Linked DNA regions of Mus musculus: regions 1, 2, 3 and 4 are each linked to region 5. Evidence: chromatin contacts called from public promoter capture Hi-C data. All regions are on one chromosome and are shown on one strand. The core of a region is the stretch at or near the end of the contact, and the rest is flanking DNA. Distances in the headings are between cores, read along the strand shown.

Region 1 (5,061 bases), core at 1,957-4,456, 2.4 Mb before region 5:
CTATTGTCAAAAGTTTGTCCCTTTATTTTCCATATATCCTGGTTCTGCCTCAGCTACCATATTTGCAGATGATTCTCTGTTGCCAGCGCCAGCAGGAGGAGCAGGTAATGAAACTGAATAATATGCTTGAACCAACCTTTTTAGTCCCCATTTCACCTCCACAGCCTCAGATAACTTGAAAAGCCTACCCAATCACAAATCGGGATACACAAACAGAAACACTGTGCTAAGCTCTCTGGCCTCCCCATCCTCTCTCTTCCTTACCCCCCTCAACACCCTCTTTATCTTTCTACCCTCCTCAACTCTGGAAAGCACTTGGTTACTAGAATTGAAAAGATTCTTGGGGCAGCATCTGGAGCCTGATGCCTCAGGTCTTTGTGGCTTTGAATTGGTTTCACATTAATTAATGTGTGGTGGTGGGAGAATCTGAAGGGTGGTAAAAGAGACCTCTTAAGATTCCCAATGTAGGTGGCTGGGCAACTAAAATAGGGCTTTTTTGCTCTCAAAGATAGCTTTCTACGTTTCAGCATTCACAGAGATGAGTGAGAATGTAATCACCTTGTCATCACTCACTTTGAAAAGGTCAGAATTCTCATAGTTGCTTTGTTTGTTTTTTAGACAAGGGCAGTGGGTAGTGGGGAAGTCAACTGAACAAGAATAGAACCAACTCACCATTTTATCTCCAAAGTTTTCTTGTCCATTTTTCATTTTCTTCTACTTTAAGGTTTAAAAAAAAAAAGTCACCTTGTAAAAGAGGCTATGTAGACCAAATTTTCTGTGCTTGAAAAGTAAGCTTCATAGTAGGTTCTAAGTAAAAAAAAAAAATGAGAGAGCATGACTATTTGCACATTTCCACTTGAAGATGTTACAGATTGGTCCCACTAACTAGACACCTTTTTCCTCCCCCATAACCTTCCCATTCCCCTGCAGACGGGCAGCGGGCAACGTAGCCAGACCAGCTCCATCCCGCAGAAGCCCCAGACCAACAAGTCTGCCTACAACAGCTACAGCTGGGGGGCCAACTGAGGCCCTGACCCTCTTCTCCTGTCCCATCTTCTGAGAGGGCTTCTCAGCCTGGAAACTATGGAAACAGCATCAAAGAGAGAAAAGAATGTGGGGCGATTCCGCTGCTCCACACCCCCAGCGGCCCATCCCACACCTCAGCTTCATGTCTGTCCCATCCCTATACCATCCCACCCTGTTGTATGTATTATAGGATTTGTATTTTCTTCTCCTCCCCTCCTCTTCCTCCTTTCTCTTTGCATTCAAGATTATGAAACTTTGCTGTGGGCCCTGCCTTTCCTTCACTTCTTCCTGTTCACCCTGGTGGTGTATGGGTGAGGTGGGAAGGTGACCCCCCCCCCAAATATATATCAGCCCAACAGCCCTAAGTCTCCTCCTTTATTATTAGGAAAACCAAACCACACACACACATACAGACACACACACACACACACACACACACACACACACACACACAAAATGGCGTCATAAATATGAACAGCATTGTCAGATGGATTAGTTGAAGTGTTTTTTTTTGTACTGTGTCTTCAAATTTAATGGATTAATGTGTCTTGTATATATATATATATACATATATATATAAAAAAAGGAGAAAAAAAAAACAAACCTCTACCTTCAGCCTCTGCCCATTCTTGCTCCGTCTAGGATATCCTCACTCTCGTCGATGACCAGCTTGGTGAATAAGTATTACCGTACCAACTGGGGCCTCTTCTAGCAGGCTCGAAGGCTGTGGAATAAAGTGAAATCTTTGCCCTTTAAGATCTCTCACCTTAATGTGCTAATATTTTGCCCTTAAGGGGATTTCCTTATACATTCTGTGACTGGAAAGAACTACTGCAAATCTTCATTTCTTCTAGAAACTGCCTCATCTACAGCACGTTTCAGGAAGTGAAAGGGGAAGGAGCTAAGGACATTTAGAAGGCAAAGGACCTTGTGGGAATCTAAGCATGGTTTTAAAGGATTCTGAAGTCTCAAGCCAGCATTAGCTGCTGGCCGGCAGAACTCAATCTTGGGGTCTTTTTCTCTTTGGAGGAGTATAGTAGTTCTTGTTCTCTGAGTTATGTTTTTGAGACAGTCTCACTATGTAACCCTGACTGGCCTGGAGCTTGGTGTGGAGACCAGGTTGGTCTCACATTCAGAGATCTGCCTGCTTCTACCTCTTGAGTGCTAAGGTTAAAGGTTGTCAGCACTACACCCTGCCTTGCCTATTTTATGTGGCTTTGAAATGCCTACATTTTGGGAAAAGAATGGATGATCTTAGAGCAAGACCTGGGGTGGGGGCATGGTGCAGTAAAAGGTTTTTGGACTTCAATTACGTGAAAGAGAAGTTTCATTTTTCTTTGTAAGAGCCATATTGCCAGGGACTCGAGATCCTGTTTCAGCCTTCCAAAACTGCAAATATCCTCTGTGCTGAGGAGGTGAGGGAGGTCTGTTTATTTTGAGTCAGAGTCTCACTCTGTAGCCGACTTGCCTGAAACTCAGTGAGGAGCAGGCTGGCCTTATACCTCCCGAGTGGATTAAAACACCATCAAATTTCATTACGGCATGGTTTTCCCAAGACACAAGTAGCTTCTCGTTCCTGCCTAGTCTACAAATCTTACCTTGTTAGTTGGCCATCTGTTTAGTTTTTTAAAAGCAGCGTGTGGTGGTAACCGCCTTAAATCCCAGCATCTGGGAGGCATTAGGCAGGCGGGTTTGTAAGCCCCTTTGGTCTACAATCAGTTCCAGGACAGTCTGAACACCACACAGAAACCCTGTATCGAAAAAAACAAGCTTAAAAACTCCCTACTAGCTGAAGAGATTCCTAGCATCTTTATTCAGCAGTAGGGAAATCGCGGTTTAAGGAACTAGGTAACTTCGCCTAGCCTAGTATTAGACGTCACCGACATCAGTCTAAAACAAAACACAAGGTGGGGGGTGTTTTCTGATCCTGGGGTGAAGCAGGCCTCTGAACAGGCCACTCCCTCTGGCGGCTACCTGGGACCCTCCAGAGAGAAACGGAAACCCCCCTCGGGGGCCTGGCAGATCAGCAGGAGAAAGAATCTCCTAGAAGGGACGTGATCTTGAACTGGGAATTTCGCACGTCCACCCTCACTCAAAACTGAAAGGTAGCGTATAGAAGCTTCGTGTCTGAGGAGCACGGTCAGCCCCGCCTCTTCCTCCGGCTTACGACTTTTACGACAACGCCGCACCGTAGGGTTGCTTTCCGGCAGCGAACGCTGAGCCCTGGCTATATCCGACAGGGTAGCGTAAGCTGGTCGTGGTCTCGTGTTGCCCATGGGCTGCAGAGCTTCAAAGTTTCTAGTGCCCCTACTGGAATGAGCGTCTTTGATCTTTTCCGAGGCTTTTTCGGCTTTCCTGGACCTCGGAGGTGAGAATAGTTCTGGGCTGGATATACGGGAGGGGTGTTTTGGTGGACACTTGACCCCTTCATCATATTTTTGGAAAGCTTCCTTTCCCGCCCCCTTCAACTCCTGCTGAGAGGTCAAAGATCGCATTCTTGAGTACTCACCCCGCCACAGTAATCAAAGCAGTGGTTAAGAGGACAGAAACGGCAGCTTTCTCCAGACCTGGGTGATGCAACAGGGACCTGGGCGGAGAAAACAATGGGGGTCTGGGGAAGAGGACCATGAGCAAGTAATTGGGCGATTAGTAGTAGGCTGGATGACCCTGAAGAAAAACCATGGGTCGTCTGGCAGCTGTTGGGAGGTGCGGAGAGGCTCTGTTTAGAAACAATACAAAACCCTAATAGATCCATCAACGTTGTTCTGAAACCAGATCTCCTGTGTTTTCAGCTGCCCAGACCCCTCTTTGGCCCAGTTTGCTGCCCTTGTGTTGATTTTTATGGCTTAGACAGTGTTGAAGTCTTCGTGGCTTATTTGCCTTCACTCTCAGCCACAGAGATCCTTTTTTTGGAGGGATGACTCGAGATGATGACGACGATGATGATGATGATGACGAAGCGGAGGAAGACAGAGGCGCGTGGGGTCGAGAGAGCTATGCGTTTGATGGTTCTCAGCCTCCAGAGGAATTCGGTTTCAGCTTCAGCCCCAGGGGAGGGATGCGATTCCACGGCAACTTTGGCTTTGATGATCTAGTACGAGATTTTAATAGCATCTTCAGCGAGATGGGGGCCTGGACCTTGCCTTCCCACTCTCCTGGTGTGTGAATTTCCCTGAGGGAGACCCTATGGGTTTCTAGTGGGTTAGTGATGAATAACAGAACTTGCAGAGTAGTTGGGATAGTCTACAGAAATTGATTTTTAAAAGACTTAAAATGTTTAAGGCCTTTCCTATCCCAGAATCACCTACCAACTTTCTACAGAACTTCCAGGTCCTGAGTCAGAAACACCTGGTGAGAGACTGCGGGAGGGGCAGACACTACGAGACTCAATGCTTAAGTACCCAGATAGTCACCAACCCAGGATCTTTGAGGGGGTCTTGGAGAGTCATGCAAAACCTGAATCCCCAAAACCAGCTCCAGATTGGGGGTCGCAGGGACCTTTTCATAGGGTGAGTACTCTCTGCACCTGAACTGTAAGCCCTTGGTGGGATCTCTTAGAGTTGAGTTGCAATTTTAGCCCCTTTAATTAGTTCATTTATCCAGATTTTCTTCATTATTGGGATTTTCGTTTTGAAACTTACTTCACTGTATAGATTTAGATATCTGCCTGCCTCTGGATTAAATGTGTGCCACCACACCTCATCTAAGATTTATTTTCTTTTATATGTATGAGTGTTTTGCCTGCTTGAATGTCTCTGTACCACATGTACCTGTGCCCACAGAGGTCAAAAAGGATATTGAATCCCCTGGAACTCAAATTATGTATGGTTATGAGCCACCATGCTCTTGCTGGGAACTATAAACTATGGTCCTCTACAAGAGTGTCCCCTCCCCTCTCTTATTTGATTTGATTTGTTTGTTTATGTATTTTGAGACGGAGTCTCTGTAGTATTGGCTGACCTGGAACTTGCTATATAGACCATGCTGGCCTCAAACTCAGGGATCTCCTGCCTCTGAGTTTGTTAGTTAGGATTT
Region 2 (5,269 bases), core at 1,365-3,864, 2.9 Mb before region 5:
CCCTATAGGTGGAACAACATTATGAACTAACCAGTACCCTAGCCATCCCTGTCCTAGTCTATATCTGGGTTTCACTCTTAAATCCATTTATCTTTAAGGCATATACAATTTTGTGCATATTTGATGCCATTAAGAATATTCTTGGGTGAGAAAAAGCTAAAGAGATGGTTCAGTGATTTAAGAGTACTTACTGCTCTTGCAGAGGTCTCCAGATGGGTTCCCATATCAGGAAGCTCCTGTTAACTCCAGCTCTAGGGAATCCAACACTCCTGTCTTCAAAGCCCCAGGGGATTTTTTGTCTCTGAGCACTCTCACACGCAGGCACACACACACCTGCACCTAGTTTTCAAGTAGTGATTTTTACAGCAATCTGTCAGAGAGCTGAAGCAATGGCTTAGGACATGATGCTTTTTCAGAGACCTGGTTTGGTTCCATGTACCCTTGTCAGCAGCTTACAACTGCCTGTAACCAACTCCTCTGATCTCCCTAGGAACCTAATATGTACATACCTTTCCTCACACCTGCATATACACACCAAAAAACAAAACAAAGCAAAAAGGTAGAGCCAGCAAAATGGCTCTGAAAGTTAAGGGGCCTACTGCCAAACCTGAAGGTTCAATGCTGGGGACCCACATGATGGAAGGAGAGAATTGACCTCTCACAAATTGTTCTCTGACCTCTACCCATATGCCATGGCAAAGGTTTCCACACACACATGAACACACACAAAATAAAACTGAAAAACAAATCAAAAACAACTTTAGAAGCTAAAGCTGGTATAAGCCTGAACCTGAGGCAGGAGGATCACATACATAGTCAAGGCCTGTGTGTACTACAAAGCAAATTCAAGTCCAATCTGGCAATTTAGTGAAACCTTATCTCAAAAAGTGAGGTGGGGGTAGAGGGAAGGTACAGTAGGACTATAGCTCAGCAGAACATTTGTCTAGCAATCACAAGGCCCTGGTTTCAAGCCCCCCTCAAAAATTTCAGCAAAACAAAAAACCCTTAACTTTAAATCCTGTCATGGTGGCACAGACCTGTAACTCCAGCACTTGAAAGACTTAAAACAGAGCTTGTACACTATGCCCCTCCTTAGAATTGGGAACAAAACACCCATGGAAGGAGTTACAGAGACAAAGTTTGGAGCTGAGATGAAAGGTTGGACCATGTAGAGACTGCCATATCCAGGGATCCACCCCATAATCAGCATCCAAACGCTGACACCATTGCATACACTAGCAAGATTTTATCGAAAGGACCCAGATGTAGCTGTCTCTTGTGAGACTATGCCGGGGCCTAGCAAACACAGAAGTGGATGCTCACAGTCAGCTAATGGATAGATCACAGGGCTCCCAATGGAGGAGCTAGAGAAAGTAGCCAAGGAGCTAAAGGGATCTGCAACCCTATAGGTGGAACAACATTATGAACTAACCAGTACCCCGGAGCTCTTGACTCTAGCTGCATATGTATCAAAAGATGGCCTAGTCGGCCATCACTGGAAAGAGAGGCCCATTGGACAAACAAACTTTATATGCCCCAGTACAGGGGAACGCCAGGGCCAAAAAGGGGGAGTGGGTGGGTAGGGGAGTGGGGGTGGGTGGCTATGGGGGACTTTTGGTATAGCATTGGAAATGTAAATGAGCTAAATACCTAATAAAAAATGGAAAAAAAAAAACAGAGCTTGTGAGCTCAAGGCTAGCCTTGGTAACACGGCAGGACTTTCTCTAACAAAAATAGCAAATCTTTAGAAATAAAACTCGAGGGCAGTGGTGGGATACACCTTTAATCCCAGCACTGGAGTTCAAGGGCAGCCAGAGTGAGTTCCAGGACAGCCAGGGCCACACAAAGAAATCCTGTCTGCAAGAAAGAGGGAGAGGGAGATAGATGGGGAGAGGGCAAAAAAAAAAAAAAAAAAAAAAAAAGAGGGAGTGGGAGAGAGGAAGAGAGAGAAAAGAAAGAACCCTTAACATGAATATTACATGGCTTTCTCATCAATTCCCATGGAGAAGGCTATGGACAATAGCACTTAGATGGCTCAGCGGTTAGGAGTACTAACTGCTCCTGAGTTCAAAACACAGCAACCTTCAAATCCCAACAACCACATGGTGGCTCACAACCAGCTGTAATGAGATCTGATGCCCTCTTCTGGCGAGTCTGAAGACAGCTACAATGTACTTACATATGATAAATCTTTTTTAAAAAGGAAAGAAGGAAGAGGAAGAAGAGGAAGAAGAAGTAGAAGAGGAGGAGGAGGAGGAAAGAGAGAGAGAAAGGAAAGAAAGAAAGGAAGGAAGGAAGGAAGGAAGGAAGAAAGAAAAGAAAGAAAGAAAGAAAGAAAGAAAGAAAGAAAGAAAGAAAGAAAGAAAGAAAGAAAGAAAGAAAGAAAGAAAGAAAGAAAGAAAGAAAAGATCAGCCTGGTTTACATAGTTACAGGGCAATCTATCTCCAGAAGTCTAGATCCGCCCCCTACAGGCCCATGGAAGAAGAGGCTCTGGTCCCGGCCCGCTTGCCGGGGCTCACTGAGGACTCCATTTCCCAGCTATCCCACTGCCGTCTGGGCTGTATATCTAAGCGCCCTCTCGCGGTGCACAGCGGCGGTCTGGAGTTCCCGGCGACCCTCGCGGCAGGCTGAGGGCGTCAGGGCAGTTCGCGATGGCCGCGGCTGGTTCCGCTGCTGTGTCAGGGGCCGGGACCCCAGTGGCGGGGCCCACAGGCCGCGACCTCTTTGCCGAGGGGCTCCTGGAGTTCCTGCGACCCGCGGTGCAGCAGCTCGACTCTCACGTGCACGCGGTCAGGTGCAGGACCGGGTTGCTGGGGGCGGGGCCTAGGGAACTGGCTTTGTAGGGGCGGGGCCCCGAAGAAATACTAGATACATTCTTGAGACACTGATGTTGAGACTGGGTAAATAGGCGGAAGGGCCTGGGTGAGGCCTTGAAGTTGAGGTTGGCTTGTCTCAGTATTTGGGGAATAAGTAGAATTCGTTTCCCGCGTCCCAGTCACTGACCGTTGTAGACTTTTGTACCACTTTGCAGAGAAAGCCAAGTAGAGCTCCGGGAACAAATTGACAACCTAGCTACAGGTGAGTGAGCAGCCAGGATACCTAGAATCCCTGATCTCACTTTCGGGAACTTTGTTTCCCCAGGTTTTAGGCTAAGTTTCTGTCACTTGCTTCTCAATATCAGAACTACCCAAGGACTCCAATTTCTGGGGATATTTTAGGACAGAATGGAAGAAGGGAAGGTGTCTGTGGCCCACACAAGACTGCAAGAGTATTTTTCATCCCATTCCTCTCTTCCATTCCCTAAGAACAAAAAATGAGCCATTAGATGTTGGTTGCCCATTTCCTCTTCCCAGAACTGTGCCGGATCAATGAGGATCAGAAAGTGGCCCTGGATCTGGACCCCTATGTTAAGAAGCTGCTTAATGCCAGGCGACGAGTTGTCTTGGTCAACAATATTTTACAGAATGCACAGGTAAAATAATAAAATAGTAATAATAATAATAATCCCAGCAGTGCATGGTGGTACATGCTGTAGTTTCAGCATTTGGTAGGCTAAGGCAAGAAGGATGGCTTGAACTTTGAGCAGAGCCTGGACTATCAAATCAGCTAGGGCTACATAGCATGACCCTCTTTCAAAAAAATTTCTTCTTGTTTATCCTGCTTTATGTCTTCAACACTGTGAAGCAACTATGGGGGAAAAGAGTGGTGTTAACTAATCTGATAATAAAGGCCCATATTCCCCTCACCCCATTACTAGGCCTCAAACTAGACAAGTGCCAATTCTTAACTTCTAATTCTTAACTTCTAGTGGCTGTCATTTACAAGTCCATTTTAACGTAAAGGGCTGGCTTGAAAAGAGCCAAAGCCAGCTGGACATATAAGCAGGCAAATTTCTGAGTTTGAGGCCATCCTGGTCTACAGAGCAAGTTCCAGGGCTACACAGAGAAAAAACAGTCTGGGGACAGGGGCAGAGGGGACTCAGTTAAAACCTTTTACAGCAGTCATTAGATTCCCCATCTTCCTGTCTTACAGGAACGACTAAGGCGGTTAAACCACAGCGTGGCCAAGGAAACAGCTCGCAGGAGAGCTATGCTGGATTCAGGAGTTTACCCTCCTGGTTCTCCAAGCAAATAAGCACGGGCCCGTGACCTGAGTATACAAGTACAATTCTCCAACGGCTTTGTCTGGTAGACACGAGAAGATTCCAGGAAAGTCTCTGTAGACCTTTGATTTTTTTTGCACTATGTACTCATTCATGTAGCCGCCTCAAGAAACATGCGTACGGCAGGACTATTTCCTAAAGAACCTCCATCACAGCTTGTCCATCCAAGAAAGAGCCTCTACCTTTTGGGTTTTGTTAATCTTGAGACAAGATCTCAGTATGTAGTCCCGGCTGGCCTCAAACATGTCCTCTTGCCTTAGCCTCCTGAATGCTGGGATTATAATAGGCATGTGTCAGAGTGCCGGGCTCAAGCCTCTATATATTTCCCCCAAAGAATACTAAGTAAATTAGGCATCGTGTGGTAGAAAATTGAGAAAACACCAGATTTAGTGAGAAAGTATACTCCTATTTCTCCCCCTCTGCTTCACCACAGTTCCTCTCAGAAGGTAATAACCTTTCCAGGATCATCTTACACTCTATAATGTTTAGGTTAACTCCTATTAACAAGTTTCGCAACTGTTGCCTTCATTGCTACCCAAGGAGAGCATGCCAGATAGCGAGGATCCAAGGTCAAGGCAGAGCCTTGACAGCTAAGAGTCCTAAGCTTTTGCGATTTTTTTTTTTGTTTAGACTACATATTTTAAGGGCTAGAGGGATGGCTCAATGGTTAAGAACACTGGTGATTCTTCCAGATGGCGTCCAGTGCTTAGCGCCCACATGGTGACTCACAGCAGCCTCTAACTCCAGCTCCAGGGGAACCCAATGCCCTTGTCTGGCCTTTTGGCCCAGCACACACACACATATGATGCAGATATATATGCAGGCAAAACAACCATCCTCATAAAATAAAATTTAAAAGTTACATATTTAAGCGCCATCCTTTCCAGGCTTAGCCAGCCAGTGTTAACCATCCTGTTACTCCTATTACTGGGGCTGGGCAGTTTCCTTTACCTGTAACTCCACTTTGTTTACAACTGAGGACTTAGGTAAAGTCAAGGTAAATAATTTATCCTCTTGGCCACCCTGGCTTGACTATGTTAATATTAAGTATTGCTCAACATTATTAAATAAATGCTTGTACTGGTTATTTTAACAAAAAAATTTAT
Region 3 (5,409 bases), core at 2,764-5,263, 2.0 Mb after region 5:
TTCTTCATTAGTTACAGTCACCAGATGCAGAGTAAATATATCACAATACTGTGTCCATGGGCCTCAGAGACGTTCTAAAACATTTTAAATTGAATGACAGGCAAACAAGAAAGGAATGAAATACTTTAAGCAATGTCTTGGTGTGAGGATTTTCATATTCCTCAGCTGTAGACTAAAACAGGTTCTTTAAGAAGAAGGACACTTCTGAAGGGCAGGCTGCTCAGCAAAGCTGAGAGAACAGTCATGACAGCTACTGGAGCCATGAGTGCTGCTGGCTCTAATGAAGAACAGCAAACCCTTGCTTAGGAAAGCTATCCTCATAGCCTTTCCTGCCCTCTCAATCCAATGTCCACCCATTCTCAATGCACTCACTGTTTAACTGACCTGCTGACCACAGAGCAGGAACTTTCTAGGGAACATAACACGTCTTTCCAAATGTGCTGACCAGCTAGTTATTTTGAACTGTCTGTATTCTATTTAGGCACAAGTGAAGAATCTGTTATCTGCTTATAACTGCTTATATCTGTTTATCCAAAAATATGTTTCTAAATGTACCCTAAGACCCCACTAGGTATCACATTCCCAACTGAGGAAAAAAAAAAAAAAAAAAACTCAAAAGGCTCTAGCTTATATCTAGACTTTAAAAAAAATTTATTACGTATTTTCTTCATTTACATTTCAAATGCTATCACAAAAGTCCCCTATCCCCTCCCTCCGATATCTAGACTATATTGATGGCCAACTAAAACATAAGGAAGAAAGGTCCTCAGCAGAGAAGGAGAAAGGTAGAAGTGCTGTATAAACTGAGTAGTATTTCACTCATCTAAGGAAACACTGTATCTACTAGATCTGAGTCTTCACCCAAAAGAACACCTGTTTTTAAAGAAAACATATCTCTTTTCCAGCAAACAAGAACTCCTTCTCCATAGGTAGACACTTTACAGTAGAAAGAGAACCCGAGAGGATGGCACCGCATGTGTACAGCAAGGTGTTGACTTCCTGTAGAGAGACCCAATAGCAAACAGGCAGTGGCCAGGGATGTGGTTTAGATAGATGCGATCCCTCACAATGAAAAGCCCAAATAAGAAGAGTTCTAGGCCTGAGAATCTGCCTTAATCCAATCAAAGCTCTGACTAAAGTAGATACATGCAAGGCACTGACAACAGCCTGGGTAGATCAGCCTTCGCTTGTATTTAAACATCTGAGAATACAGAACACACTCCTAACAGTCCCTGTCTGTGATATACTCATCATCATAACCCTGTCTACACATGCTCCTGAAGATGGAAACTCCATTCCCATTTAACAATATAAGATTCCTGAACAGAATGGGAGCCACATTCTAGCTCAAATATTTACAGTGCTCCTTCCATCTTATTCTTCAAAATGTAACTCATTCCTTAAAAAGACCACACTAAAAGTCTTGCTGATGGTGATGCTGGCTCAGTTGCCTCTTAGGATCAAGTGAAAATAAGTAGCTAAATCGATAACCAACTCGCTTTTATACTATAGCGCTCCATTACTGACTGCTTCTTAGATGTCAATAACTGAGATCACATTGCTCTTACACTGTAAAATCACATACTACATGTTCTTTTCTTGGGTCCTCCCCACTCCTCCATGTATCAGTCTAACTCCTACTTGACTTCTCAGTGTGGACACCACGTTTTTATTCCAGACATTCCTCCTTAACTAGATACACCACTACAATTTCTCACAATACTTCCTCTTGCTCAATTACATGTCCCTCCTTTGGGTTCCAAAATTACTCTTTGCACACTGCTTTTGCAAGAATTATCATATTGTACTCTAATTGTTTGTAAGACATCAGCTCTGTCCACCTTTAAACTCCTCCTAAAGCAAGATCTTTGCTTGTCTGCATTAGACAGTTCTTATCAGCATCTGGTATTTGATAGGCATTTGAAAGCATTTGTGAAAGGAGTGAATCGATGCTATGAATACACTCAGATTTAGAAACAGAATTATAGAGACATGTCTTTATAAACAATTAATGCATCATGCTTAATTCCCTAATCATGCAAAATTCCCTAAGCAAGTAGTTCCTTATCTATATTCACTATGACATAAACATTTTCTAATGTAAACAGACAGTATAAAACACCTTACCGGTAATGTTCCAGGCAGAGATGCATCAAAATAAGAAACCAGAGAATTTGGAGGTGCTGCAAAGCACACTTGAGCTCCAGAGAAGAGTTTAGAGTTGGAGGAAATCTGTGCATGAATTTCCAGTCCTACTACAGCTGCCCATTTGTGTTCACTAAAGGGAAGGAAAATGGTTAAAACGTTACATTTGTCGCTAAATATAAATTCTTATAAACCTATATTTCCAATTATAATCTTGTGTTTTAAATTAAAATTTTATATGCTTATATTTTAAAATGTGTCATTTTATTGGTGAATAAACTAAATGTACCTTATTAGTTAATAAACACTAAGTAAATGACTCAGTAAATAATAAAAGCTTATCTTATCATTATTTGGGTTTAATACAAATGCCAGGATTCTAGTTCTAGAGAAATGATGGCTAAAGAATAAATTATCGCCCATATTTTGAGTTCATTGTTAAGAGCTTGTAGCTACAGAAGCAGGATCAGATACCATAGACTACCACAATATGGTATTCCTTAAAACCCGTGAAAAAGAACAGAAAACCATTAGAGGAAACTTTGTTTTCATCCACCAAGTCCCATCCAGTTCTTGAGATCTAAACTTAAATTTTTTTCATTTGTTCATACTTCACTGCTAGCAAATCTTTGTAAATGCTTACAGTGATATACTGTCTCTTATCTGAACAGCCCTACTCTGGTGAGCCAGTACTCCACTCTCTTTGGGGAATTAAATTCTCTATTCCTATGTATGTTCCTAGTCTTCACTTCTCCCTAGACATTTTCTATATTAGTCAGATTTTAATTCATGTGCATTCAGTTTTGTTTTAAGCAGTTCAACAGATGAAGGAATGAGAAAAGATTAATTCCTTCTTTCTAAAATTTGATAATAAAGCTTTCAAGAGAGAGGAAATAAACTAAGAAATTCAGAAATTCTGCATGTTCTAATTGCTAATCGAAGTATTTCTGCAGTTTCATTTCGTGGAAAGAAAATAGTCTAGTTTATGAAGAGAATAGAAAGGTGATGATTTTGGACATTTTTCTTCTCTTCTTCACTGAAATGCTAAAAAGAATGCCAACCTCAACAAAACAAAACTTTTTTAAAAATTGCCTTGTTGCTGTATTTTAAAAGAAGCTTTAAATCATGTACACGGAAGCAACTAACTGCTGTACAACATAAGCAATTCTTTATATAATCGGGGAAAGATTTCGTCAGTCGACTAACATCCTCCTGGGGTCTAGACAAATATGCCCACAATAAAACCACAGATAGCTAGTGCTTTCTGACTAATAAGACCTCTCCTATCTGGGGCTTTGTACAACGGCTATTTTCTGTCTTTAAATTATTGCTAGCCTGTAGTGACGCCAAATGCCCGCTACATACGAGCCAGAGTCTAGTGTCGCAGACCCCACACGAGTTAGTAGGGCAAAGTATTCCAGTCTTCTGTCTGAGAAGACGACTGGAGGAAACGCTATTTTACATTCGCACGTTGTCCAAATATGCCTACTTTAAGACAGAAGTTTTAAGTGTGAGGCTGAAGGTGGCAGGCCTGGTTTTGTGTTTTCATTTAGGTTCAGTTGCCCATAACACAGGTGACCACCCTCCAGCACACTAAAACCCTCAGGCTGGGCTGCCGGGGCCATTATCTTCGTTCTGCACTTCCACGAGACAGGCAAAAGTACGAAGAAGATATACCCTTTCCTCGGCTTCTGAGCCGTGTGGAGGGAAGGCTGAGCCACTGAACTCTGTCTCCTAGCCCAGTTGGATGTGGGCCCAGTCTGAGAGCCACTTCGGTGGCGGGAACCGCCATCTAGCCATGTTAAAGCCCAGCGTCTTCCAGGGAAACCCAAGCGCAGCATGGGCGCCGCCATAGCGTCGCCGAAGTCCCGGTCAGGTGACCCACCCTCCCTCTGCCGCGAGGCTCCCTGGGAAGCGTAGTTCTGGCAATGCGCCACAACCCGTGTAGCTCTTGACCGGAAGACTACTGTTCCCAGCAACCCAATTCAAAGGCTGCCGGAACTTTGTTAGGGAGGGGCGGAACCAAAGAAGTGGGAAGGTTGGTGGGTCCTGTGTGACTCCTCCTAGCGGGGAGTTGGAGAGCTTTGTGGCGGTAGAGCTTGTGTGTACTTTGACAGCTCTTTGAGGGAGCGCCAAGCAAGGAAGCCTCACCAAGGATTTTATACTCAGCTTAAGCCCGTGAGTTGAAACAAATGACCCTAACATTACCACAAAGGCTTCCTGGACCCTCCAACGCTTTTATTTTTTCTGTCTTGCTCGCACACCTCGCACACAAATTTGTGCATTATTTCAACTGATACTTATTTGCATGCCTGCTATATATACCTAGTTCAATAATAAGGCAGCATTGATATGCTAGAAAGAAAGACTTTGGGGATGTTATATTTTAAAGAATTGACATTTTAGGGAGAGGAACCATACAGAAAAACGTTTTAAAAATTGTTTTCATGTCCGAAAAAAATTTTTAAACTTTTATGTGCTTTTTACTTACTATTTTTCTTAGCCAACATCTGAAACAATTTCTTGTGTTAGAAAGCTTTGATAGAAAAAAAGACATCACCTCAATGGATTTCTTTTGTTGTTTGACTTCAGAACTCATCTTGGACTGGGCATATCCCTCAGTGGTACAGCATTTGCCTACCATGTAGAGATGCTAGGTCCCACCCTCAGGAAGGCAAAACCAAGCAGAGCCTTTCATATCCCTTGTTGAAATTCCAGGTGATTTTTTTTTTTATTTGAAAACTTAGTCTACAATAGTTCTTACTTTCATTGCCTGATTTTAATTGTCAACATAGTCTTAACAGCTATCTTTGATTTCAATGGATCCTTGTCTGGTATTTACCATAGTATTTCCAGAGTACAGAGTAGGCGCCTCAAGAATATATGAAGTAGTACAGTGCAGTGAATGTATTTGACAAATGGGGGCTGTTGAGAGGGTATGTTCTTTAGAAACGCAATAACAGATTGGGGTAGTGGTGAAGGGTAAAGTAAAACATATGTTTCTGGGAGATGTGCAAGGTGAGATTGAGGGACCTGATCGAGAGTTGGAGGTTCTGTACCTGCTCCTTGCTGACAGGTCCAGGACAGAGGAGAGAGGTCCCTGTCCCTCTGGGGTCTCTCCAGGGCTGAGCAGGATGGCGAGTGTCAACGGCCCAAAAGAAACACACAGAGTTGGGAGTCTTGTTGAAGCAGGAACTCAACTTTATGGAGTCAGCCTCTTGCTTATATAAGTTTGGAACATAGGGAGGCGGGTTTTGGTGGGGT
Region 4 (5,745 bases), core at 205-2,704, 2.6 Mb before region 5:
ATATAACCATGTTTGTCTTTTTCTTTTTTGGTTTTTCCAGTCAGGGTTTCTCTGTGTAGCCCTGGTTGTCCTGGAACTTGCTGGCTTCCAACTCACAGGTGGTGTGCCACCACCGCCCAGGTTATAGCTCTGTTTTCTATTAGCTGTTCTATAATATACTCTTGGTCACATGTTGAAGTCAATGCTTACCGTCACATGCAGGGCCTCCAAGGCCTCATCTATGGCAGCCAGGTAGTCAGGCAGCAGGTCCAGAAGACATGTAGCCAAAAAGACTCCTCCTGCGAAGCAGCTGACGAGGCTCAGGGCTTTCTGGCCCGAGGCTAAACAAGAGTGAAGTACAAAAGGGGTTATATATAACCAAATGAATCTCTTCAAAGTCCTTCTACCCCAACAGAAGCCATGACCACTCCTGCTCCCCCCCCCCGCCGCCCCCCCCCCCACCCCAGTCACCTCGCCCAACCTCCGAAGCAGAAAAGACTCACCTGAAGCTTCATGGTTAGCACCTGACCTTCGAAGCACACAGACAGGTACCAGGCTGCAGATGAGTGTCAGCAGCAGCAGCAGCACCAGGGCCCCCAGCTTCACTTCCAGCCCTACTGGCACCGAGGGCTCCGATGCGACTGCTTCTGGGCGCCACACCAGGAGCTCTGGCTCCCCCCAGGGCCCCATGGTGGCTGTGATAACTCGGTGACTCTTGGACCTATACAGAGAAAACTAGCATGGGTGGGAATGGTCACAGGAAAGAAGGGGTCACGGAAAAGGGAAGGCTGGTCAGCGGAATGCACTTCCCCTCAGCCCAGCCACTTTCTGGCCTTTCCCAGCTGAAGTGACTCATCCACGCCAACATCAGGATTGCATTTCCTCCTTCGAATTTCTCTCCCCAAGTTCAGCGAACCATCAAGGAGGAAACTGAGGCACGCGAAGGCCAATATAGATCTCACATTACTCTTTCACCTGGAGCACGCAGAAAATGAGGTGCAGACTCCAGGTAGGACCTGCACCTGGAGCTGGGGTTCCCTAAGGAAGGCAGACCACTCTCTCAGTCTGCTAAGTGCATGTAGCAAAGGGAGGTTGGAGCTGAAGAGAAGTCCCGGATGGCTTCACCGATGATTTGAAACAGGGGAACTTCGGGGCTGGCTGACTCTCTTAACTACCCACTCCCCAGGGCCATTTCCCGGAAATAACAGGTAGTCTCGGCATATAGCCAAAGAGGGGCTTGGGACGAGCTTTGCCCGCACTGGGCGGCGTCTGGAAGTCTCGGAGACCAGGTCGGAGGCCGCCAGCGTCGCAGGAAGCAGAGGAAATGTTAACACGGAGACCCCAGCTCCTAGCCTGGGAGGCCTCAGAAGCTGCCTTTGACCCTGCGACCAGCGAGGCCTCACTCACCTCCCGAGGGTCTCACTCCATTGCTGTCGCTCGGTTCCGGCCTCGCGTCGGGAATTCCCACCCCCTCCCCACCCCTCTCCCCTCCCCCCCGCCGCCTCCGCGTACCCGCACGAGGCTGCCAATGACTGAGCTCAGTGGGAGGAGCCTAGCCTAGAGTGACGTGCGCTGCGAGCAATTAGAGTCTGAAAACTAGAGAAAGCTAGGCTGGCGGCGAGCTGAGACGAAGCCAGAACCGGGAGGGGACTAGCGGGAAGACCCGAGGGCGGTGGGCCCCCTGAGCTGCCATGGACTAGCAGGCCGCTGGGGCCAGCCAGTCAGAAAGAGTTTGATAGAAGTGGGAGCTAGGAACTCTGCGAGCAAGGCCGGTTCTCTATCCTTACTCCAAGTATTTCTTCCTACATTTCTCAGGGTATCTGTCTGGCCTTGGCCCCAGACACTTAACAGCTCAGGCTCTTTTAGTGCCTAACTGGGCCAAAGGGTAATCATTCCCTTTTTGGGACAAATTTCCTTGCCTGGCTTGCCTAGCCAGTCTCTACAGAAAAGACGATGAGAGGGCTGTGGTGGCTCACACCTTTACTCCCAACACTCTGGAGGCAGAGGCAGGTGGATCTTGAGGCCAGCTTAGTCTACAGAGTGACAGTGTTTGAGGACAGCCAAAGCTACAAAGAGAAACCCTGTCTAAGGAAAAAAAAAGTTTTATAAAAAAAAAAGTAGGAAGAATGGATGCATGAAATAAAAGCCATCCTTTCTACAAATTAACTTATGATTAAAAAAACAAAACAAGGTGGGGGGTCTGGGGGACTTTTGGGATAGCATTGGAAATGTAAATGAAGAAAATACCTAATTTTTTAAAATAATTTTTTTAACTTTTTATTAGGTATTTTCCTCATTTACATTTCCAATGCTATCCCAAAAGTTCCCCAGACCCTCCCACCCACTCCCCTACCCACCCACTCCCACTTTTTGGCCCTGGCGTTCCCCTGTACTGGGGCATATAAAGTTTGCAAGTCCAATGGGCCTCTCTTTCCAGTGATGGCCGACTAGGCCATCTTTTGATACATATGCAGCTAGAGTCAAGAGCTCCGGGGTACTGGTTAGTTCATAATGTTGTTCTACCTATAGGGTTGCAGATCCCTTTAACTCCTTGGGTACTTTATCTAGCTCTTCCATTGGGGGCCCAAAAATAAATTTAAAAAATTAAAAAACAAAACAAAAAACGATTTTTCCTAGACTCCTGTGGCTTATTTGATTTCTAAACATGGGCATGTAACCTCAGCACTTGGGAGGCTGAAGCAGGATTGGCCGGAGCCACGGATGGTGGTTTTTGGCAGAATCAGGAAAAGCAAATCCAGTGTTTTCTCCAATAAGAACAAAACATTGTCCTTTCCATGGAGGAAGTGTCCAGTGTCGTCAACCTGCCACCAGGTTGCTGGCTGGTCACCTCAAGGAATGGTGCAGTATCTAGGGCTCAGCGTTGGTCCCTGCTGTTGGCAGATCTGGCGTTCAGCGGCAGCTGTAACCAGGTCACTGCTTATCTATTTCTTTTTGTCTTAGAACTCACACCAGGAGGTAGAAAGAGAGATCCAACTTCCACAAGTTATTCTCTGGCTTCCAAATATGTGTCCAGTAGCACCAAACACACACAAATAAAAATAAATTAACATTTGCTGAGTTCAAGGATCTTTATGAATTTGAGGCCAGTTCTGGCTCAACAATTAGGAGCAGACAGTGCTGTTTGCAGCACTTTGTCCCAGGACCAGCACACATGTCAGGCAGCTCATACTGCTTCTAACTTTAGTTCCATGGGGACCAAATAAATATGGCTTCCTCCTGCCTGTGTACATACCCACACATAAAAGTACACATAATTTAAAACAAATCTTTTAAAAGTTGAATAGGGGACTGGAAAGAGACCAGCTAAACATTTGAGAGCGTTTGCTGTTCTTCCAGAGAATGCAAGTTTGATTCTCAGCAATCAAATCAGTCTGTAAACTGGGCGTGGTGGCACACGCCTTTAATCCCAGCATTTGGGAGGCAGAGGCTCTGAATTTGAGGCTAGCCTGGTCTACAGAGTGAGTTCCAGGACAGCCAGGGCTACACAGAGAAACCCTGTCTCGAAAAACCAAAAAAGAAAGAAAGAAAGAAAGAAAAAGAAAGAAAGAAAGAAAGAAAGAAAGAAAGAAAGAAAGAAAGAAAGAAAGAAAAAATGTTGGGCAGAATTCTTGAGAGTAGGAGATTCTCCAACAGAAGAGTATCATCTCAGTGACGTTGAACTGTAAACTGCATCCATCATTATTGACTCTCGTCTCCATGTTAAACAGATCTGTTGAACTTGACCTTCATCTGACTAAGGAAGTTATTTTTTCCTCTGCAAAACTTGATCCTTTAGGGAAAAGAGGGATGTTAAGTGAGATGAAGACAGAAGTTCCATCCAGTCCTAGCAGGAACAGAAGCCTGGTTTATTTCCCACTGAATCATCTCTGCATGTAGCAGCCTGTCTGGAAGCCTCGGCCTCTTGAAGTGCATTTAACCACCTTTCTTTCTTTTTTTCTTTCTTCTTTTTTTCTTTATCCTCCCCCCTCCCTGCACCACCTGCCACCTTTTTTTTTTTTTCTTACTTTTTTTCTTTATCCCCCTGTACTCCCAAACAGGGTTTCTCTGTATAGTCTTGGCTGGCCTGTAACGTTCTCTGTCTTGAAAAACCAAAGCAAAACAAAACAAAAACAAACAAAGAAGCTAAGCTGTATTGCTATGAGAGCAATATGAGAAAGTGAAAGTGCTTATATATAATAGTTGTTGCTCAGCTGTCAGCACACACTAGCTCCCTTCCAGTTTGTACCAGTGGCTTAGTCAAATATTCTTTTTTTTTTTTTTTCTTTTTCTTTTTAGTTTTTTTCGAGACAGGGTTTCTCTGTATAGTCCTGGCTGCCCTGGAACTCACTTTGTAGACCAGGCTGGCCTCCAACTCAGAAATCTGCCAGCCTCTGCCTAAGTGCTGGGATTAAAGGCGTGCGCCACCACGCCCGGCTTCACTGTTTTTCTTGAAGTGCATAACTCTGATGACACTAGCTCAAGGCAAAACAAACCCTGAATCTTAGAATCACTATTTTTTTGTCATGAGCATCTGATTCTTTATTAAAACTGACAAAATACTCCATGCTCTTTGAGCCGTAGAGCTGTTTGTTGTACATCACAAGACAGAACAATGCTGATGAAAACAATTTTTTCAAACAGGTGTCATCACTCATTCCAGCTCTTGGGAGGCTGAAGCAGGAGAATTTCCACAATGAAGCCAGCCTTGGTAACAAGAGTAAAATCTCGTCTCAAAAGAACCAAATAAACAAATAGAAAAGATGCCAGGTTAGCTCAGTGGTTAAGCCACCTAACTTCACAATACCCAGTATCCACATGGTTAAAAGAGAAGATTGACATCTGAGAGCTGTCCTCTGGCCTCCATGGTGATCAGTGAGTGGCACGTGAGCCATCTCCCCTCTACTGCCTGTGAGTGTCTGCCCTTACACTAAAAGAAAAGAGAAAGGAGGAAGGAAAAGGAAATTATAATGATCTCACAACTCCAGTGAGACCCTGCCTCAACCAACCCAAACAACAACAGACAAACAAGTTAGGAACACACAGTGATACCTTGCCTCAAAAAAACAAAACTAATGAACAAGCCAGAATAAACAATGAAATCCTGCTTTAAAAAAAAATGAACAAGCAAACAGCTCAAAATTAAAGCCTCATTTTCATCAGCTCTCCTCCAACTCTCCTTTAATATTGTTCCACCATCTGATACTTTCTGACAAGAAGGCAGCTGTAAGTGTGAGGTAAGAAAAATAGAACTTATTGGACACATCACTGAATAGATAATTGGTACTTTTGGGTTTTTTTGTTTGTGGTTTTGTTGTTTTGGTTTTTGGTTTTTTTTTTCAAGACAGGGTTTCTCTGTGTACCCTTGGCTGTCCTGGAACTCACTTTGTAGACCTTGAGGCCAGAGCAGTCTGCCTCTGCCTCTTGAATGCTGGGATTAATTGAAACAGGATCTTATGTAGCCCAGGCTGGCCTTGGCAGCAGAGACACTTCTGGTAAGCCTCTTGGGCATGAAAATTACTGGCATGCACTCCCACACAACCTCTGAAACAGGTTTCAAGCTACACTGATACAGTATCAGCTACTCAGGAGGCCACCCTGAGAAATGAGACCTCCTCACTCCTGTTTCAAAACACAAAACTATACATAAAACTAATAGTTTAAGGAAACAATAAGATTTCAAACCAAAAGTAAATGTTTGGCTAATGTATGGCAGTTTCCCTGTCCTGTGTCCCCCCGCATGGGTTAGCAGGGTCCCCAAAGTGCAGC
Region 5 (5,138 bases), core at 1,604-4,103:
TAAGGTTCAAGGAAGCAGCGTGCTAAGGAGAGCACTTGGGAGCCTGAGGTCTGTATCTGTGAAGTCATGCAAGCTTCTAGAGGAACATCTCACATTAACCCAGAAGCCCTCACTGCCTCCTTCTCACACCCCTCAATTCCTGGTTCCCATCTGCTCACACCCCTGAACTAACAGAAATTATTCATCACCTCAAATCTTAATTTGAGTATACTAATCCCCCAGGTCTAAGAAGAGGGAGAGAAGGGCAGACATGCAAACCCTTCACCTTCTTACTCTGACAGCTTCAGTTATCCTTTCCCAGGGCCAAATTTCAGAAGACCACAATGGAAAAGGGAAGGGAGATGCCAGCTAGCCACATTGCCTCCGTGGTTGCCCGCTCTTCCCGACTGCAAGGCAGTTCCTTCCCCGCCCCCAACCCCCACTACTAAACAGATCTAACTGGGACCCTGAGACAACACAGAGGTGGTATTTGGGAGACATTATGTTTTAGGCCGCACTCCACAGTCAAAAGGAAATTACTATTAGCATGTATAGCCAAAGGTTAACTGACCCAGAGAGAGCAACTGCTGACTTACAGATAGATAGATAGATAGATAGATAGATAGATAGATAGATAGATAGATAGATAGATAGATAGATAGGTAGACTTCCAGATATTCCTTCCTACCTCACAAATACTAGTTTCCATTGGACTGTTAGTTTCCAACCACCTACCTATCTATCCAGTTAGGACGTATAGAATATCCACAAAACACACCTCCATAGAGGACTTTTAAGGAGGAAGGGTTGAAGAGGGAAAGGGGAAGGGATGGCCAGGCAGACACCTACCAAAGTTGTACTGCAAAGCCAGACCCAGCTCATGGGGGAAGGGGCATCATGTGCTTCCAGCTGATTTCAAGGGCCTAGGAGCCAAAACAACTCCTTCCGGCTTCAAGCAAAGGGAAGGCCTGTTTTGCAGAGTCAAGCTTATTGAGAACAGCTTGGAAGATTAAACCTGGAGCATCAATCAGCCTGTTGGTAGGTCTCAATTTAAACTCTCAACTGGAAGAAGAAATCCTAATGTGGCCTAAACATTTCCGAGCTCTATCAACCACTGGTGACACTGGTGACACTGTCCCAACATTTCAGGCAACAGCATCTTCCTCATTTTAAATGGGAACCACCCTACCTACCACTGTGCCCCACCATTCCATAACTATCAGCCTCATGGAGGCTCCCAGCCCTGTCAGCCGTCCCCCGACCCTCCCCAGATAGCTAAAGCTAGTCCCCACTCAGCCCTGTGGGTTCACATGAGCAGGTTTGGTCCAACCTGATCCCTAGGCTAGCAAGCTGGGGGACTCAGAGTGAGCCTTATACCTGGTGTAAGGTAAAAGCCACAGCAAGCATCACCCCCTCCTCTCAGCCTCACTGCTTACTGGTTAGAAAGGACACACAACTATGGGGTACATTTTGAACATGAACACACACCGAGGGTACAGAAACATATATACTGACACACTGACAGTCCTCATAGACCACAGCCTATCTATCCCACAGCCCAGCCAGGCAAACACAACACTTCCCCCCCAGTCATTTTAATAAGTGTTGGAAAAAAAAAATCCTCAATTATTTAAACATACCTGTCTATACTATGGGGCAACCGTATGCTCATGGTTTCTCCGTGTCTCCACAGTTCTGGAATCCTGTAGTTTCTTTGGGCGTCTTGATCAGGCCTGAGTCCCTTGCAATTTTGAAGGAAGGTGAGAGGAAGGCCTCCCAAGTTGAAGACTGAATCCTTGTTTCTTCCAGCTGTCAGGACCCTGGTAACTGCAGTGCTATTCTGCTTCTATCGGTTAACATGGTCTCCTCCTTCCTTCACCCTTAACCTTCCCCTCCCTCGTCTTAAAAAAGAAAATGAAAAGAAAAAAAGAGAGGAAAAACTATGACCTTCTTAGAAACCAAACTGTTAACCACAAATCTCTTCAAGGTTAGCCCTACGGGCTAAAAACTGAACCACAGAAAGAATCTGACTTCAAAATATCAGTCTTAGTTGCAGACAGATAAAAGCCATCCTTTCAATCCAGTTTCCCCAGCTGTCCTTCTGTTGACAGGGAAGCCTTAAGCTCCAAAGGTTGAAAAAAAAAATCTCTGGTTTCCAAATGCTTAAAATGCCAACAGCAGAATTATTCCAGGGAAGGAAAAACAAAAACAAAACAAAACAAAACAAAAAGGCTGAACAAATCCGAAATGGCACTTGGGAGAAAAATCTTCCAGACGATTTGCACAGTTAAAATAAATAAAACCACACAGCAGTATGTACACAACACGGTCCAGTGCAGCCCTGGGAAGCAAAATTTGCGGATTTCTTTTAAAAATCAAAACAAAACAACCATCTTCTTCTACAGTAAAGGTTTTTGAATTCTGAAATGAACCAATTGTGCAGACACACACACAACAATCACAAAACACCTGAAGCGCAATGCTTTCTACCTTCAAAACGGTAGCATTGGCCAAACCCCCAGGAAATCTTAAACCTTCTTTTCCCTTTCGACTTGCAGGTTCCTCCACCTAACCCAGCCTCAGATCGGCCTTTTTCTCAGACAATTTCCTCAGTCAGCTCTGTGTGCTCCAGCACGTCCAGGCTCCGAAAGTCTCTCTCGCCGCAGCGCTCTGGAGCGGTAGTCCCGCTTCCCCCTCGCCCGCCGATCGTGTCCGGCGACCCGCTCCTAGTATTGTTGCGGCTCGGTTAGGGCCAGGGCGCCCTCCACAGCGGCGCGGAGAGCCCGGGCCGCGGCCTCGGCCTCCGTGCCCACCCGCCCGCCAGCCACAGCCTCCCCGCTCGGCCGCTCCCGGCGTCCGCGTCGCGGCCGCTGCGCTTCCGGCCCCGCCCCCGCGCGCGCTCGCTCGCTAAGGCCAAGCCCGCTGCCGCCGGCCGGCTCCGCCCCACCCCCGCTCCGCCCCGCCCCGCCACCGCCCCGCCTCGCCCCGCCTCGCCACAGCCCCGCCACGGCGGACTCCGCTCGCCCGGGCCGGCCGCTGGCTCCTCCTTGGCGCCGCCCGCCCTTTCACAGCCCCGCGCGCCCCCGGTCCGCGCGCTGCGGCCTAGCTGCTCCCGGTGCTGCTGTCCCAGAGACTCGACCTTTGTTTCCGCAGTGTCCGCTGGCCGCGCCTCTGTCTGCGCTCTCGCTGCGGTCCCGTCCTCCTCTGCCCGTTTTCACTCATTTGTCGCGCTCCTTTCCAAGTTACCAGGAACCCTCTTAGCTGTGCCCTCGCCCCTCTGAGCACCCACCGTCTCTCCCCTCGCGGCTGTACTCGATTTAGCTTGGGTATCTTGTATGGCTCTGCCTTTTAATTTCAATGCAAAAGCCTTTGCAGGGCAATGTTATTTCGATGACACACACCCCCTTCGTGAAATCACGGTTTCTAAATCTCTTCAAGTAACTGTCGGAAGTCAGAAGTAAAGATTGAAGTAAAAAGGAGACTTTTCCAGTACAGGTTGATGAATACACTTTGTTATTTTGTGTGTGTGTGTGTGTAATATGTGACTTCCTGGTGAGACCAGACATCTGTTAACATTAGATAGTGCACCAACAGTTTTACTGAAGCCTGTTCTCAACAGCCAGTGGATTTATTGGGGTTACTTCTAGGAGTACAAACCCCTAAAGGCAGAGGCACCAGCAAAAACCCATCTCCGCATGGATGAGGACGGTGGACTACTGACCTCTACCACTAGAGCTATTGGAGTTGATATTGTTTCTATAACCGTGGGGAGCAGCACTGTGACTCTTGAAACAACTTCTTGAAATTTCTGAGTGCTTGCCATCTGAACCTTAACAATTGCTGCGCTCTTCCACAGGTGTGCTTGTGGAGCCCAGAGGACAAGTGTGGGTGGCATTCTTCCTCAAATGCCAAACAACCTCACCCCTTCTCTGGAGCCTGGTCTCTCTCCACAGCCCCAGCTTGCTGAGTAGGCCAAGAATGGCTGGTGAGTAAGTGCCACCCTCTTACCCTTCTCAGCATTGTGAGAGCAAGTTCACAGCCACCCAAACTCAGCCTCTTTATGTGTGTTCTAGGGGGTTGCTGGGTAGCAGTTTCCACTCAGAACCTTCTCTCTTGGAGAGAAATCCTATAAGACATAGGATATGAAAAGGGAAGCGAAACATATTTTTTAGGCAAAATGTTCGAAGGAGAGGTAAAACATGCTATCCCGTGGAGAAGCTCCTTCAGACAGGAAGTACAAACTCAAAACAGCTTCAGAAGGTTCCTGAAACTGACTAGATTCACTAGACCCCTCCCTCCCCAAGCATATGTAATCAATAAGAACGATTTAGAATCATCCTCAGACAATCCAACTTTAAGACCAGCTAAGCAGCCTGGAAGAGGCTCAGAACAACTGAGCTACCTACCTAGAGAGAACACTACAGTATGGTGAGCTGCTGTAGAGTGTGCAGTGTGCTCCAGGTTTCCAGCTTTGGTGGGATGCTCTTTGGGGATGCTACTGTCTTTAAGTCATTTCTGTTCCTATAAGAAAGACCCTACCCACGTTTCTGTAAGCAGCCCTAATAAGACTCATTGGTTCCCCAAATTGGACTGTGGTGGTCTCTATACTGTGTTCTGCTCTTAGTCCCTTTCTGGAGTGGGTAGATACTTGGTTACATCTTCTCAGGAAATGTCTGTCACACAGTAGGGTTGAACTTGTACTTGCCATGCATGTTTTTACTAAGCCTTATCTCCAGATGCTTGTATCTTTGTTTTGAGATAGTGTTTTCACTAAGTATCTCAGGCTGCCCACAATCTCTGAGCAGTCACATATGGGATTTATTAGACTGGTTTACTGGTTGTGGTCCAACAGTAGCTGTCTTACCAATGGAGGGCCAAAATAAGAATCCAGTAGCCATTCAGTCCACAAGGCGGGATGTCTCAGATGGTCTTCACTATATACCAGAATCCTGAAGAAGTAAGCTCTAATGCCAGTGGAGAAATGGATTTACCAGCAAGAGTAAGATCAAGCAGGCAGAGAGAGAAAGCTTCCTTCTTCCATGTCCTTTATATAGGCTGCTACTAGAAGATATGACCCAGATTAAAGGTGGATCTTTCAACTTCAAAAGATCCAGATTAAAAGTGGGTCTTCCTACTTCAAATGACTTTATTAAGAAAAA

The links. Promoter capture Hi-C pulls out the DNA fragments that hold promoters and counts their contacts.
Region 1: a promoter capture Hi-C map of liver shows a contact between it and region 5, with 2.8 times the contacts expected there. The contact joins the promoter of Hax1 here to the promoter of Arhgef11 in region 5. A contact is called at or near these places in 2 of 39 promoter capture datasets (liver and pre-B cells).
Region 2: a contact with region 5 is called in a promoter capture Hi-C map of pre-B cells, with 2.6 times the contacts expected there. The contact joins the promoter of Snapin here to the promoter of Arhgef11 in region 5. A contact is called at or near these places in 2 of 39 promoter capture datasets (liver and pre-B cells).
Region 3: a contact with region 5 is called in a promoter capture Hi-C map of liver, with 4 times the contacts expected there. The contact joins the promoter of Gatb here to the promoter of Arhgef11 in region 5. A contact is called at or near these places in 3 of 39 promoter capture datasets (liver and pre-B cells) and 1 of 9 other capture datasets (liver).
Region 4: a contact with region 5 is called in a promoter capture Hi-C map of liver, with 5 times the contacts expected there. The contact joins the promoter of Slc39a1 here to the promoter of Arhgef11 in region 5. A contact is called at or near these places in 3 of 39 promoter capture datasets (cranial neural crest, hippocampal neurons and liver).

Annotation. Positions count from the first base shown.
Region 1 is chr3:89,996,861-90,001,921 of GRCm38.p6, reverse strand. It overlaps Hax1 (HCLS1 associated X-1), which reads left to right and starts at 3,206. Exons shown (of 7, transcript NM_011826.4): 1 at 3,206-3,394; 2 at 3,919-4,184; 3 at 4,348-4,535. The coding sequence starts at 3,342. It overlaps Gm19710 (predicted gene, 19710), which reads right to left and starts at 3,162. Exons shown (of 4, transcript NR_045749.1): 1 at 3,001-3,162; 2 at 2,625-2,777; 3 at 1,637-1,750; 4 at 597-807. It overlaps Ubap2l (ubiquitin-associated protein 2-like), which reads left to right. Exons shown (of 28, transcript NM_001165984.1): 28 at 931-1,634. The coding sequence ends at 1,026.
Region 2 is chr3:90,488,358-90,493,626 of GRCm38.p6, reverse strand. It overlaps Snapin (SNAP-associated protein), which reads left to right and starts at 2,614. Exons shown (of 4, transcript NM_133854.3): 1 at 2,614-2,795; 2 at 3,033-3,079; 3 at 3,355-3,473; 4 at 4,034-5,269. The coding sequence starts at 2,653. The coding sequence ends at 4,135. Ilf2 (interleukin enhancer binding factor 2) reads right to left here. Exons shown (of 14, transcript NM_026374.3): 14 at 5,248-5,269.
Region 3 is chr3:85,572,733-85,578,141 of GRCm38.p6, reverse strand. It overlaps Gatb (glutamyl-tRNA(Gln) amidotransferase, subunit B), which reads right to left and starts at 4,013. Exons shown (of 13, transcript NM_144896.4): 1 at 3,823-4,013; 2 at 2,128-2,278. The coding sequence starts at 3,998. Gm46809 (a long non-coding RNA gene) reads right to left here and starts at 2,121. Exons shown (of 2, transcript XR_001783869.2): 1 at 1-2,121. It also overlaps Gm3740.
Region 4 is chr3:90,243,901-90,249,645 of GRCm38.p6, reverse strand. It overlaps Slc39a1 (solute carrier family 39 (zinc transporter), member 1), which reads right to left and starts at 1,454. Exons shown (of 4, transcript NM_013901.2): 1 at 1,387-1,454; 2 at 483-700; 3 at 190-320. The coding sequence starts at 669. It also overlaps a transcript of Creb3l4 not described here.
Region 5 is chr3:87,615,274-87,620,411 of GRCm38.p6, reverse strand. It overlaps Arhgef11 (Rho guanine nucleotide exchange factor (GEF) 11), which reads right to left and starts at 2,853. Exons shown (of 40, transcript NM_001003912.2): 1 at 1,620-2,853. The coding sequence starts at 1,651.